Linked DNA regions of Mus musculus: region 2 is linked to region 1. A link is a contact called in public HiChIP or PLAC-seq data. All regions are on one chromosome and are shown on one strand. The core of a region is the stretch at or near the end of the contact, and the rest is flanking DNA. Distances in the headings are between cores, read along the strand shown.

Region 1 (3,615 bases), core at 882-3,381:
TCCCAATGGGTCACAAAGTGAAAAAATAAAAAGAACACTAAAAAAGATAAGAGTGGGGTTGGGACTTGTGGGTGTGTTGTTTTTTGGAGGGGCAATGATGGAAGTAGAAGGAATGAATGTGACCAGCCTGACCATATATATATATACACATATATATCATCACATATATGTATCACATATGTGTCACATGTATACAACATATATACATAGTATATATATGATATACACATAGTATATACCTATATATATATATATATTCAAATAATGAGTTATAAAAGCTTTCTTTAAAAAGAAAAAACCCTCCAGAAACTTAAGAGACTGCGTTTATGTATTTTACTCATCTAACAAACTATTATGCTGACTCACTAGCCCTGCAGAGCAGTTTGGACATTTCAGGTGACATTTGTCCACTCAGCTCCCTTCCTGTGACACCCCTGAGAGACTCATGTGTCTTCAGATGAAAAGATAGGGAGGTTTGGAGGCTTCGGGAACTTGTCCAAAATCACAGGTAGCATGGGGGCAGTTGCTGACAGGTGCACCTGCTCCCCCCCCCCCCCCCCCCGCTCCCTGTGACACTTCCAGGCCTTGCCAGCACAGGGCTAGCACCTCTTATACTGCAGAGTATGGCTTTAATGTGTGTGTGTGTGTGTGTGTGTGTGTGCACATGTATATGTGTGAGGGTGTGTGCAGAGGTTGGAAGTGGATTCCTCAGTTGTTCTCCACCCTGTTTTTTGAGACAGCATCTCCCAGAGAACCTGGAGCTCACTGACTGGCTAGATTAGCTCACCCAGGCCTCCTTCTGTCTCCACACCCCCAGTGCTAGGCTTACAAGGGCATGCTGCTGTGCCTGGCTTTTTGACATGGTTCATGTAGACTGATGGCAGGGTCCCACGCTTGTATGGTAGACACTTTACCAATGAAGTCATATCCCTAGCGTGCTCTCTCTCTCTCTCTCTCTCTCTCTCTCTCTCTCTCTCTCTCTCTCTCTCTCTCTCTCTCTGGTGGTTATTACTATTTAAACGTAGTAATAGTGTTAAGTGCTTCTGTTGCACATGCTGGAGTTACCTGCATTTTCTTATTTAATCCTCAAGACAACATACCACCAAGTTCTCTGCCTGACTCTAACTCAACTCCTGCATACAGTCCCATTGATAACTTGCTGATCTAGACTTGGTACCCTTTCCAATACTAAGTATAGCCAGTAAATCCTGAGAGTACAAATCAAGCAGAGGGCATACAACAGAAGCTCAGAAGCCTGTCAGGAAACAAGAGCAAGAGCTGCACAGGCCAGCTAACTGAGCACTGGGGAAGCTGGGCCGGGAGGATGGAGCGTTCAAAGCCAGCCTGAGTTACATAGTTTCAAGCCAGCCTGAATTGGATGGACAGATGCTGTATGAAAAAAACCGAAGCAACAAAAGCCAAGCGCTCCCAACCAGACAAAACAGCAAAGTGGCAAGAGCCAGGCATGGTGGCATACACCTAATAATTCAATTACTTGGGAGAACAAAGTGGAGGATTGCCGAGAGTATCAGACCAGCCTGGGATTCACACTGAACCCTTATCTCAAAAAAACCCAACCCCCCCGCCCCCCCCCCCCCCACACACAGGCGGAAGGAGAGTCCGATAAGACTGGTCTTTGTGGCTTTAATCAGCATCCAGTTCGCCTCCCACTAGACTCCTTCCTCTTGGCTTTGAAGGTGAAAAAGTAAAATGCTCTGTGCAGTGCATGCCGTGTTGGGATATATAACTTGCAGAAACCCAATAGGCTCGAGTTAAGTTTTTGTTTAAAAAAAAAAAAAAAAAGGAAGTGGCTTAAAAAGCAGTGTCCTCGTGACCCCTCCCTGGAAAACCTGCAGGCTAGTGCAGACTCAGTTCTTCCAACATCTCCATCCAAACGGAAGTTGGGGATCGCAAACATTTCCGCCAAGCGGAGGGTAATGACAGCATCACCGTGGGAAAAATGGTGGGGGTTGATTTCAGGACTGTAAAAGACATTTTCATCGCGTAATGAACCTAGCAGCAGCCTAGCAGCTGGCCACATTGCCACAGAACGACTTCCTCCATCAGCTAGCGGAAGGAGCTGGGAGACATGAAGAGCTCCTTGCAGGCAGGGGCTGACTCTGGAAACCAAAAATGGAAATGCCGCCACTAGCTCTGCATCTGCGCAGTGAGCATCAGGGTGAGGCCAGCCAAGGACCCACCTAGGCGCTCTGGGGCACAGATGAGAGGAAAAGAGAAACCCGAGCCTGCGCACTGACAGGCCAGTGACAGGTGCTGGTCATGGCTGAATTGTGTCCAAGTGCCTCCACCACTCGGGGTTCCTACTGCCTTTCTATGTAGAAGCGGGCTTAAAGAAAAATTCTGACAGGCTTGCTTTGGTAGCAGATGGGGGTGAGTTTGTTCGAGAGAGGTTCTGTGTCATTCCCAGGAGGGACACAGCACAGAGACGGAGAAACTGAGCAGGTAGACCTTGCTGCGGTTCCCCACCCAGACTGTTTCCCTGACGTTATACCCTTTGTCCACCTCATTGCTACACGGCTGTCCATTCATCAAGGACTTTAAACACAGAATAGCTTGCCTTCTTTGCGGGGGAGGTGTGCGATCATTTTTGAAACATTCTGTGACGCACAGAACTTGAGTTAAGTCAGTTTGTGGTCAGTGTTTGATTTGACAGGGTCTCTCTGTAATCTAGCCTGGCCTGAAATCTTGGTAACTCCTTGGAGAGTTTTCATGGCCAGCAGTGTACTAAAGACTCTGAGAAGTCTTGTAGTGGGGAAATGTTTCTTTCTCCACAGTAGTTCTTTAAGTGTTGACTTTGGAAGACTTTTTAAACGTTTTCTTTTTATTTTACTTTTAAACAAGTGTAGTGACAGAAAAGGGTGTCCTTTCCTCCCCTTTATAATTGTGCTGGGTAGTTTTATGTCAACTTGACAAACGCTACATTTATCAGAGAGGAAGGAACCTCAATTCCTGAAAAGCCTCCTTGAGATGGGCCTGTAGGCAAGTCTTAATTAGTGCTTGATGGGGGAGGGTCCAGGCCATGGTGGGTGGCGCCATCCCCCATGCTTGTAGTACTGAGTTCTATAAGAAAGTAGGCAGAACAAGCCCTGAGGAGCAAGCCACTAAACAGCCCTGCTCCATGGCCTCTGCATCAGCTCCAGCCTCCAGGTTCCTGCCCTGCTTGAGTTTCTGTCCTGACTTCCTTCAGTAATGGGCTAAATGGGGAAATATAAGCCAAATGAACACTCCCCACTCCCCCCTTCCCCTCCCCCTGAGTTGATTTTGGTCGTGGTGTTTCGTCACAGCAATAGTAACCCTAAATAAGACAAATGTCACAGTAGATAGACCAATGAGAGGAAAGTGTAGCAAATTTGTTTATTCAGAGTTTGATCTATCCAAGGAGACTTCACTCCCGGGCTGAGGTAAAGATGCCTATTTCACACCCAGATGCCACGAAGGTGGGCAGGGCATAGAAATGGGATAAGCATAGAATGTGATGTCCTGGGAAGAGAGAGCCCAGCAGGTCTGCCTGCCCGCAGAGGCCTTCTTGACCTGAGTGTAGCAGTCCTCTCAGGAAGGGGGAGCAGATGGCTATGGAATGAGATTGCTGACAGC
Region 2 (3,476 bases), core at 196-2,695, 130 kb after region 1:
ATTTGTCACAGGGAATGAGGAGTCCCCAAGAACTAAGAATTTCAGTGTAGCTTGAAATGTTAATATAGTCTAATGCTGTGCTTTTGAAACAGGCACTTAGAAGCATTGCACACACTAGCAAGATTTTGCTGAAAGGACCCAGATATAACTGTCTCTTGTGAGGCTATGCCAGGGCCTAGCAAACACAGAAGTGGATGCTCACAGTCAGCTAGTGGAGGGATCATAGGACCCCCAATGGAGGAGCTAGAGAAATTACCCAAGGAGCTAAAGGGATCTGCAACCCTATAGGTGGAACAACATTATGAACTAACCAGTACCCCGGAGCTCTTGTCTCTAGCTGCATATGTAGCAGAAGATGGCCTAGTCAGCCATCACTGGAAAGAGAGGCCCATTGGACTTGCAAACTTTATATGCCCCAGTACAGGGGAATGCCAGGGCCAAAAAGTGGGAGTGGGTGGGTAGGGGAGTGGGGGGAGGGTATGGGGGCCTTTTGGGATAGCATTGGAAATGTAAATGAGGAAAATACCTAATAAAAATATTTTTAAAAAAAAGAAAAAAAAAAGAAGCTTTGGTTGTTGGAAAAGCACTGAGTCCTCACTTGGCTCAAAAGACAACTAAACATGGGGTAAACGCCTGGTTCCTCTGGTTCTTTTTCTTGTCGTCTTTCTATCTCTTTCCCTTTTACTAAAAGCACAGAGATAGCATTGCTTTGGTTTTGTTTTGTTGTTGTTTTTGATACAGGGTTTCTCTGCGTAGCCCTGGCTGTCTTGGAACTCACTCTGTAGACCAGGCTGGCCTCAAACTCAGGGAGTTCACCCATCTTTGTCTCCCAAGTGCTGGGATTAAAAGCATGAGCCGCCATCACCTGATTGCTCTTAACCTTTCCTCTTAAGTCCCATTGGACTCTTGGAATAGCAGGACCATACAGAACTGAGCCCTCTCCACATGAAGGCCGTTATCCAGGAAAGGGAGGTAGCATCACAGAACAGGTCATGGCAGGGATAACTGAGACATGGCCAACCAGAACATCCTGCTTAGTAAATCACACTCCTGGCTGTGTCCAGTTCTTCCTCTGCTCAGCAAACCTCATGTCAAAAGCCCAACACTGGACTTGGGGGGGGCGGTCACTGGACCCCTGCATTTGTCTCTTTTCCCACTGTGGCCCACATTGGATAAATCCCTCTCTGCTTTGCACTGCTACTCAGACTGTCCTGGAACTCTATAGACCAGGCTGCCCTCGAACTCAGGGTCTTTGCCTGCCTCTGTCTCCTGAGGGCTGAGTTGATTGGCACACTGGGTGTGGGTGGCTGAGTCCAGCCAGTTTGGGCCACTGAATCCTGAGGCTTTTGCTGTAAAAACTCCAACTAGGTCCCATCTTAGGGTTTTATCACTGTGAAGAAAAGCCATAGCCACAGCAGCTCTTATAAAGGGAACCATTTAGTTGGTGTCTTAGTCAGGGTTTCTATTCCTGCACAAAACATCATGACCAAGAAGCAAGTTGGGGAAGAAGTGTTTATTCAGCTTACACTTCCACATTGGTGTTCATCACCAAAGGAGGTCACACAGGGCAGGAACTTGGAGGCAGGAGCTGATGCAGAGGCCATGGAGGGGTGCTGCTTACTGTTTTGCTTCACCTGGATTGCTCAGCCTGCTTTCTTATAGGACGCAGGACCACCAGCCCAGAGATGGCACCACCCACAATAGGCCTTCCCACCCTTGATCACTAATTGAGAAAATGCCTTACAGCTGGATTTCATGGAGGCATTTCTTCAGGGGAGGCTCCTATCTCTGTGATAACTCCAGCTTGTGTCAAGTTGGCACACGAAACTAGCCAGTACACTTTGGGGCTGGCTTACAGTTCAAGAGGTTCAGTCCGTTATTGTCTTGGCAGGAAGCATGGTAGCATGCAGCCAGACATGGCACTGGAGAAGGTCTACATCTGATTCAGCAGGCAGCAGGAAGGAAGAGTGACACTAGGCCTGGATTGAGCTTCTGAAAACCTCAAAGCCCACTCCCAGTGACATACTTCCTTCCAACAAGACCACACCCACTTTAATAAGGCCACACCTCCTAATAATACCACTTCCTCTGAGCCTTACGGAGGACGGGGGGGGGGCAATTCTCATTCAAACCATCTCAGACTCCATACTCATATGGTGGGCACAGTGTTAATTGGATTCAATGAATTAAAGAAAAAAAAATGAAGGTATGTGGAAATGGGGCTTGTTTGGGGCAGTTGTCAGATACATTGTCTACATATAAGAATAAAAAAAATTGAATTATTTAAAGACATTTTCCAGATATATTTTCAAAGTATGGACTGCTTTCTGTGTTCAGATCTACCAATTTGGGCAAAGGGAGATCCATCATAGCATTTGTTGAGTGAATGCATAACTGAAGCATGCATGATGGGCTATCTATCATGAAGGTTCTTTAGTATATGTTTAGCGGAAGAGTATGTGTTGTGTTTTATAAAAAGATAAGGAGAGAAGGAATTTGTTTGGTGGAGGAGTAGTCAGGTATGGGGGAAAGGGGTGCCTCCAAGGGCCCACGCTGAGGCATCCCTTCCTCCTGAGGGACCAGCCATATGATGGTCTAGTATAGCATAGAGTTTATTTGGGGCATGGGGAGGGGAGTTAGGAGGGTAGTAGAGACAGAGAAAGGCAGAGAGAGAGAGAGAGGAGAGGAGTAGAGGCTGGCCATGAGCTCCTGGAGAGAGTGGGGGGAGGGGAGTGGGGAGAGAAGGGGGAAGGGGCGAGAGGACAGAGTGAGAGCAAGAAGGCAAGAGAGCAAGAGAGTGTGGAGGGGGCAAGCAGCCCCTTTTATAGTGAGTCAGGCACACCTGACTGTTGCCAGGTAACTGTGGGGCAGAGCTTAGACAAAATGCTAACATTACTGAAGGGAATGAAATGGCTTTCAGTAAGGACAGTATATACCAGGAAAGTATCATGGAACTGTTAAAGGAAGATGAGGAAGGAGATTGTAGAGCTGATGACTGCAATAAATTTGATAAAACAAAGAGAATCATTACTACAGACCAAGTGGGACTGTTTAAAAAAAAAAAAACAAAAAACAAAACAAAACAAAACAAAAAGGGGAGGTAATTCTTTGTGTAAAAAAAAAAAAAAAAAAAAAAAAAAAAACCTCAAACATCATAGATATTCCTTTCATGAGTCAAAACGTTTTTGTCTCTGTTTCAAAATAGTTCTTTCATCTGTGTGCTATATTTTGGGCACATTCATATCCTATGGGAAGGGGGTGGGTGAGCAGATGTTCTTTCTGCTGACAGCTTCTCACCTTTTTGTATCTGATCATTAGAAGCAAGGTTTCCAAAGTGACATATTCAGGCCATACCATAATAGACTTCCCTCGAAGCAAGTATGCAAATGAGGGTTTAAGGTAAATTTGATCCTTGAGTCTCACTGGCTCTAATGTTCTTAGAAGAATTTCGCTACGTTCTAATCAGTGAGCTCCTG

What was found. HiChIP or PLAC-seq counts read pairs in DNA pulled down with a chosen protein or histone mark.
Region 2: an H3K4me3 HiChIP or PLAC-seq map of bone marrow-derived macrophages shows a contact between it and region 1, with 4 times the contacts expected there. The contact joins two enhancer-like sites. A contact is called at or near these places in 2 of 39 promoter capture datasets (cranial neural crest and liver), 2 of 484 Hi-C or Micro-C datasets (liver and psoas muscle), 3 of 115 datasets of contacts at active chromatin or transcription factors (bone marrow-derived macrophages, double positive thymocytes and hepatocytes) and 2 of 9 other capture datasets (adipose tissue and liver).

What each region holds. Positions count from the first base shown.
Region 1 is chr10:95,675,785-95,679,399 of GRCm38.p6, forward strand. No RefSeq gene overlaps it. Among named protein-coding and RNA genes, the nearest start is that of Gm33336, 45 kb to the left of the region's middle. Within about 2 kb of position 2,132, at least 168 of the 459 cell types and tissues checked have an H3K27ac peak or open chromatin away from gene starts, as enhancers often do. A contact at or near this core is called in bone marrow-derived macrophages, where this site is marked.
Region 2 is chr10:95,801,901-95,805,376 of GRCm38.p6, forward strand. No RefSeq gene overlaps it. Among named protein-coding and RNA genes, the nearest start is that of Gm33377, 14 kb to the right of the region's middle. Within about 2 kb of position 1,446, at least 1 of the 459 cell types and tissues checked has an H3K27ac peak or open chromatin away from gene starts, as enhancers often do. A contact at or near this core is called in bone marrow-derived macrophages, where this site is marked.